Regions from separate parts of the Muntiacus reevesi genome. Here region 2 is linked to region 1. A link is a contact called in public Hi-C data. All regions are on one chromosome and are shown on one strand. The core of a region is the stretch at or near the end of the contact, and the rest is flanking DNA. Distances in the headings are between cores, read along the strand shown. Region 1 holds the start of PNN (pinin, desmosome associated protein). Region 2 holds the start of LOC136146974.

What was found. A called contact is a pair of places that touch in the nucleus more often than the background predicts.
Region 2: a contact with region 1 is called in a Hi-C map of blood, with 5 times the contacts expected there. The contact joins the promoter of LOC136146974 here to the promoter of PNN in region 1. A contact is called at or near these places in 2 of 3 Hi-C or Micro-C datasets (blood and muscle).

Annotation. Positions count from the first base shown.
Region 1 is chr15:46,345,007-46,348,256 of mMunRee1.1, reverse strand. PNN (pinin, desmosome associated protein) reads right to left here and starts at 1,522. Exons shown (of 9, transcript XM_065906317.1): 1 at 1,357-1,522; 2 at 626-697; 3 at 170-238. The coding sequence starts at 1,469. It overlaps TRAPPC6B (trafficking protein particle complex subunit 6B), which reads left to right and starts at 1,980. Exons shown (of 6, transcript XM_065906513.1): 1 at 1,980-2,014. The coding sequence starts at 1,988.
Region 2 is chr15:46,489,261-46,492,537 of mMunRee1.1, reverse strand. LOC136146974 reads right to left here and starts at 1,394. Exons shown (of 6, transcript XM_065906067.1): 1 at 1,208-1,394; 2 at 908-996. The coding sequence starts at 1,394. FBXO33 (F-box protein 33) reads left to right here and starts at 1,195. Exons shown (of 4, transcript XM_065906548.1): 1 at 1,195-1,998. The coding sequence starts at 1,397.

The DNA.
Region 1 (3,250 bases), core at 273-2,772:
TGAGTTTTCAGGGATACTGGCTGTCTCAGTTCAGTCAAATACCAAGTGAAAGACTCAGAGTAAGTGATATACTACTCAATTCTAATACAACTCAATCCAACAATATTAAATACTTATATTCTACCTCATAAAATAAAGTATGCTTCCAGAATTTTGTCCTCCAACATACCTACTGACTGCCCCTTCAAGGTCTCTCTGTTTGGCTGGGGGTCCTCCTCCACTATCTGAGAATCCACGCCTGCAATAAAAATGTCCAACATAAAGCGCATGAAAATTAAGAAAAATGGTTATTTCTACTTAAGAAGATAATTTAGTTGCAATTATTAAAAACTCCTCTTCCAAATAAAGTAACCTCAAATGGACATTTACTTCAAGATGGATGTTTTTATAGCATTTCTCTTAGCTCTATGAGAATAAATTAAGTTTGCACATAACTGATATACTTACTATATTCTTCAATCTCTAGCTGTAAATGTAAATGAAATTAACTATACAGAAAACTACAGCTAATCACAGCTTCAAACAAACCAAACTTTTCTTAACACTAACTCTAGCACACAATTTGTTTAAACCGATTCATTAATTTAGTACAGTACCAATGTATTAAATTTTAAGGAAATCTTACCTCAGCAATAAACTACCACGTCCTCTACCTCCACCAGGACCAGAAAGGGCGAGCAATCTGGCTTGGATGGGCCTACAAAATATTCACAAATCAGTGCAACAATCGTTTCTAACAGCACCAAACACTTCAACGGGTGCGGTTCACCATCAAAAGAAAATAAACAGAGAAGTTCTAATAAGAAGGTTTCAAATCCACGTGTTTGAAACACGGCAAGTGGTACTTTACTAACTGCCTTGTTTTCCCAAGACCAGTTTCACAGAAATGTATTTCTCTCAACACCACTACACGTTAACAGACCTGAGTCAGGTTCAAATTTCACCAACCCAAAGAAAGTTGCACGTGGGCAAGAGCCGGAGGGTGAGGCGGCGGGCCGCGTCCCCGGAGGGTCCCAGGGCCAACCCTGAATCGGGTAGCCCGGGAAGGAGGAAGGCTTTGTGCTGCAGTTCCGGGCCTGCGGAGCCGAGGGCGGGAATCGGCAGTCCCGGCCTTCCCACAGGACTGGAGGCCATCCCGGCGCACCCAGGCTCCGCTCTGTTTCCTCACGCACCCAAGACCCAGGACTTAACGCTGAAGGCCTTGGAAATTCCCACCTCACAGAAAACAGGGTCCCACGGCTGCCCGGGAACAGGCCTCGATGTTCCAGTCTTCTCAGGGCTGACCGCCCTCCCCGCCCCCAATTCACCCCGGCTTCACGGCCGCCTCTGGGAGCCAGAACCCCATCCACTCCTTACCTCACGTCATTCGGATCCCGCCCGGTGAGCTTGCGAATATTCTCATCCACATTCTTTAGGCTCTCTTTGGCCTTTTCTAGCTGCTCCTGCAAAGTTCTCACTGCGACCGCCATCTTCTCCCTGCAGCAGGCTTCGAGACTGCTCTATAGGCCGCGCCTGCCTGTGTCGCGCCGCAAGACGCCAGAGGACTGACAGCTGGGCTCAGCCAATGGCAAAAGGAGTTGTATTTCGGCCTCAACCACTCAGCAACCGGAAGGGGGAGAAACTGCCGGCCTTTGTGACTCTGGGCCAATGAAAAGTCAGGCAGGGGTCCCCTCCCTCCCCAATTAGCTGCGGGTGGTTGGGCTCCGCTTCTAGCGCAGAGCCGGGGCGGGTTTGAGACTACTTGGGTCCTCGGAGACGTGGGTTCGCGGCCCACCTCTTCTGGTGAGGAGAGCGGGGTCTTCCTGGTCCTTTTAACCTGTAGATGACGTGCCTCTTATCGTTTTACCACCTGATCCCCTCAGAGTAGGGTTCAGACGAGTCTATTTCCCCGTCTTCCCCCGGTAAGTGATTTGATTAGGACAGGGTGCGGCCATTCCGTTGGTGCGCATGCCCAGAGAGGCGGTGGGCGGGCCGCAGACTTCTCTTGATGCGGTTAAACCTTAGAAGAGCGGAGGTAAGCGAGTGAAGAGGAAAAGTCATTCCTCCTAATAGCTAACAATTATTTTATACTCTGTGAAACACTTTACGTGCATTATCCCCCACAAGCCAAAGACTTGAATAAACTTGTTACTCAGGCTTGTTACTACTGATAAGGAAATTGAGTCTGGAGATAATGTGACTGTCCTAGGTCACGCCGGTCCGGAATCATCCTATGATCAGACCAGTGCCAGATTGTACTACAAAAAAATGATCAGATCATGTGCAGGGTTATACTAAAAAAAAAAGAAGAAGAAGAAAGCGACGATAACGGGTATTAGCCTCTACACCTAGGTTGCAGCTGGTTGGTTTAAAATGGGTTCTGAAGAACAATGTTATGGATAATCTTTATGTCCTCATCCTTCACTCGTTAGCTAGGCATCGTGCACTAAGCTTAGCAGGCCAGCAGTATTTAATCCGAGTTACCATTAAATTCATCCAACAATCCTTAAAAGTTCTTGATCTGTTAATCTGGACTCTGGAAAAATCCTGGAACAAGATAGCTGTGGTTCCTGCTTCCACGAAGTTTGTAGGGTTCTCAGGGAACAAAGAGGCTTCCTGTACTTTACGCATTTAACAGATATTTATGAAATGCCTACTATGTGCACTTGGATAGTCACTGTACAATGCAGATATCTGCCCACAAGGAGCTTGGCAATGGGACGAATGAGGAGACAGATAAAAGCATAAGTAAATTATAAAACGTGGTAGAAATGGGTTAAGTGCTATACAAAAAAAGAAAATGTAAAGCTGGGTAAGAAGGATGCGTGTGTGCTCAGTGGTGCCTTTGCAACGCTATGGCCTATAGCCCCAGGCCCCTCTGTCCATGGGAATCTCCAGGCAAGAATACTGGAGTGAATTGCCGTTCCCTCCTCCAGGGAGTCTTCCTGTCCAGGGATCTCCTGCATTGGCAGGCAGTTTCTTTACCACTAGCACCACCTGGAAGCCAAGAAGGATGAATCTTGATAAATAATTAAATGATTCTGGGACTTCTTTGGTGGTGCAGTGGTTAAGACTCCTAAACTTCCACTGCAGGGGGCTCAGGTTTGATCCCTGGTTGGAGAACTAAAATTCTGCTTGCAGTTGTTGTATGGGGGAAAAAAATTACATGGTTCTGATTGTGAGCAATCACTGCAGATGGTGACTGCAGCCATGAAGTTAAAAGACGGTTGCTCCTTGGAAGAAAAGTTATGACCAATCTAGACAGCTTATT
Region 2 (3,277 bases), core at 145-2,644, 140 kb before region 1:
AAGCATTTTTTGTTGTTGTTGTTTTGTCGTTGTTTTTACAGCGACGGAAAGGAAGACAGATAACTCAGAGGTAACAACTCAGTATCACAGACAAGACACCAAAAGGCATCAAAGCATCACGAATGGGGAATTTTGCCCTCAAAGAGCTAAAAATATCCTGTAGAACAGTTTCGTGAAGTTAATTACAAGAAAACCACGCTGTTTCGAGATCACAGCTAAGGCTCTGAAGCGGCAGCCTCACTAATGCAATCCTCAATTGTTACATAAAATTAACTATTCCCTTCTGACTTCACTGCCCGGTACAACCAGTTTACTACTTTCCAAGATGTGGTGAAGTTAACGGAAACTCTTTCGAAAATCCCTCTCTCAAAGCGAGGGGAGACAAGCTAAAGAAAACCTTTACCGTAACCACCAGCTTCTTTACTTCTAGGGCCTCAAAACAGGGAACGCCAGGGAAGACGCCGATTATCAACCCGCAGATCTAACTCATTTGCCTTGTTTTCTCCTCTCCCTCTAAATCCGAAGGGTGGCGCTGTCCTCATTCCTTCCCCACACACCAGGTGTGCGCGCAGGTCCACTTCGAGGTCCGACCGAGGGGTGGCGCCGTCCACTGACCACCTCGGTCCGGCCTCTCCGCCGCCCCGGCCCGCGCGGCTCCTCTCCCTAACCCAGCCCCTCCGAGTGAGCCCGCGAAAGCGCCCGCTCCCCTTCTCAGGGGCTCTCTCTCAGAAACTCTCCACAACACTCGGGGCAGGCGGGACGGCTAGGAAAGACACAAGCCAGCACTCTGGCTCTGAGCCCTCAGCCCAGAAACAGAGAAGCGTGTAACGAAAAGCGTCAGGACCTCTCGCACCAACGCGAGTTAACGCTACTTCGACCTCCTGAGCGTCCAAGTTAACCGACGTACAGACTTGACTGAACTGAGTGGTCTCTGAGGGACGGGAGAGGGCGCCCATTTGCCGGCACCACCAGCGCTTCCCGCCCCGCCCCATCGGCCTAAGTGCGTCAGGAATCACGTGCCTCGTCTCTCTTCCCTACCGGCAAGCGGGCGCTCCCTTCTTCCGGAAGTCGCGCCCAGTCACGCCCAGGCTCCTCCCACCACCGGTGACGTCAAACTCAGCTCCTACCACTGGTCTGCCTCCGCCTCCAGGCGCGGGGAGGGCTCCCGGTTCCTTAAAATAAATCCTGCCGCTTCCGGGCTCCTAACCAGTACAAGCGAGGGTTTTGAAGTTGCGGAGAGCGCAGGCCTCGGACGCGCGTGAGTAAAGTTTGAGAGGCCAGAGGCTGGCTATCTGGAGGCCACCCCCGCAGAGGCCTTTCCCCCTCTCCGCAACTGGTGCCGCACTTGGTTCCGCCGAGACCCACGACGGTTCCGCCCCCTTCTTCCTTGTCATTGATGTTGTTGTTCTTGTCAGTGCCGCAGCCCCGACCACCGGGAGCCCGAACCCGAGCCGGGGCCGCCCGGGTGGCGCGGTGGCGGCGGCTGCGGCTGCAGCAGCTGCGACGGCTGCGGGGGCTGCTCCGGGGACTGCGGGGGCGACCGGGGATCGGCAGCCGGCGGCGGGGCCGGATGGCTCTGTGCGGGCAGGCGGCAGGCGCCGCGTCGCTGCCCAGCGAGCTGATCGTGCACATCTTCTCCTTCCTGTCCGCGTCCGACCGGCTCCGGGCCTCGGCCTCCTGCTCGCACTGGCGCGAGTGCCTCTTCTATCCGGCTCTCTGGCCCCAGCTCCGCATCTGCCTCCGCGTCTCGCCCGCGGAGCAGCCACGGCTCGAATTCCTCATGCGCAAGTGCGGCTGGTTCGTGCGAGAGCTGCGTGTTGAATTCGCCGCGGAGAACTACCTGAGCGGCGGCGGCGGCCCGGGCGATGGAGGCAGCGCCGACGCCGGGACTGGCGGGGAAGAAGTCGAAGCCCTGCAGCTCTCAACCCGTTGGCTGGAAGTGCTGCGCACCTACTTAGAGCTGGTCCTGTGCGTGCTAGTCAGCATCCGGAACAACAGGTAGGCACTTGGCAGCCCCTCCATTCATCCTCCCCCCCCCCCCCCGCCCCGCCTCCACTTCTCGGGGCGCAGGGTCGCCTCCTTCCTCTCACCTCGAAATAGATTTAGTGTGGAAACGCCCCGCCCGCTTCAGCGTTGCTTTTTTCAGTGACTGGGGGTGTCAGTTCTAATCCGGCGATTTCCTTGAGGCGGGAGGGCATAACAGGACTCATCCTAATACTTTATAAACAGTGATGGACTTGGTGTTTATCAGACAGCCCTCCTGGCGCCTTCAGGCACTGTCTCATTCATCCTTTCGGCAGCAGTGGGATGGAGTTGACAGGCGCGGTCATTCTTCATTTTACAGATGAGAGAGCTGAAGCTTGGAGGGTGAGGCCTGTGAATGAGTCTTGGGAGAAACTAAACTAATCTGTTTTTTTTTTGTTGTTGTTGTTGTTTTATTCTGAACCTTTCCGATCAAAATAGTTCGTGGTGGCGGAGGGAGTAGGTATGCCACAGGTTTCGCATAGGTTCGAGACTCTCCCGGCATAAAAAGAAATCTTTGACAGCCATTTTCTTACCGGGAATGGTTTTAACTAGGCCAGGCACAAAGAGTAGGAGGAATTTTTTTTTTTTTTTTTTTTTTAAGGGATCGGGGAACTGGCTGATAATCAGGATTAGAAGGTCCCTCCCTTTTGCGAACCTCCAGACTCAACTTGTCCCCAGTGATTCCCCTAAAAGTAGCACAGTACAGCTTGGTGTTAGCGTGTGTTGGGGGAACTGGCCAGTGTCTGCAAAGGGTAAGCCCAAACTGTCCTGATTTTGAATCAAGACTTTCATTCTGGGGCTAACTTCCTGTGTTCTGGCCCGTCGTCCTAATCAGTGTTTTCCATTCTTTATCTACCGCCCTCTCCAGAATCCTATTAACGTAGATTTTCTCTATCTGGATATTCTAACTAAGCCTAAAATTAAACTGGGAGGTAGAGGAAAGTTCATAAGTTCAAAAAAGGAGCAACTTAGATAGCAGTAATAGTTCAGCAGTTTGCAAGTAGTTTCACATTCAGGATCTTATTTGATCCTTTCAGCTGAGCCTGTGAGTTAGGACAGCTGTTATTATCCCTGCTTTATAGAAAGGAAACTGAAACGTAACAGGGTCAAATAATTTGCACATTATCATACAGTACTGTTTTTCTCTGACAGCAGTGTACTTCCTTTTGCAGTAAATACATTATGTTGAACAGAATGGAGTGAAGGTCCTGGTTATGCTAAGTGAGATAGATACATGTGTATTCTTAATTCT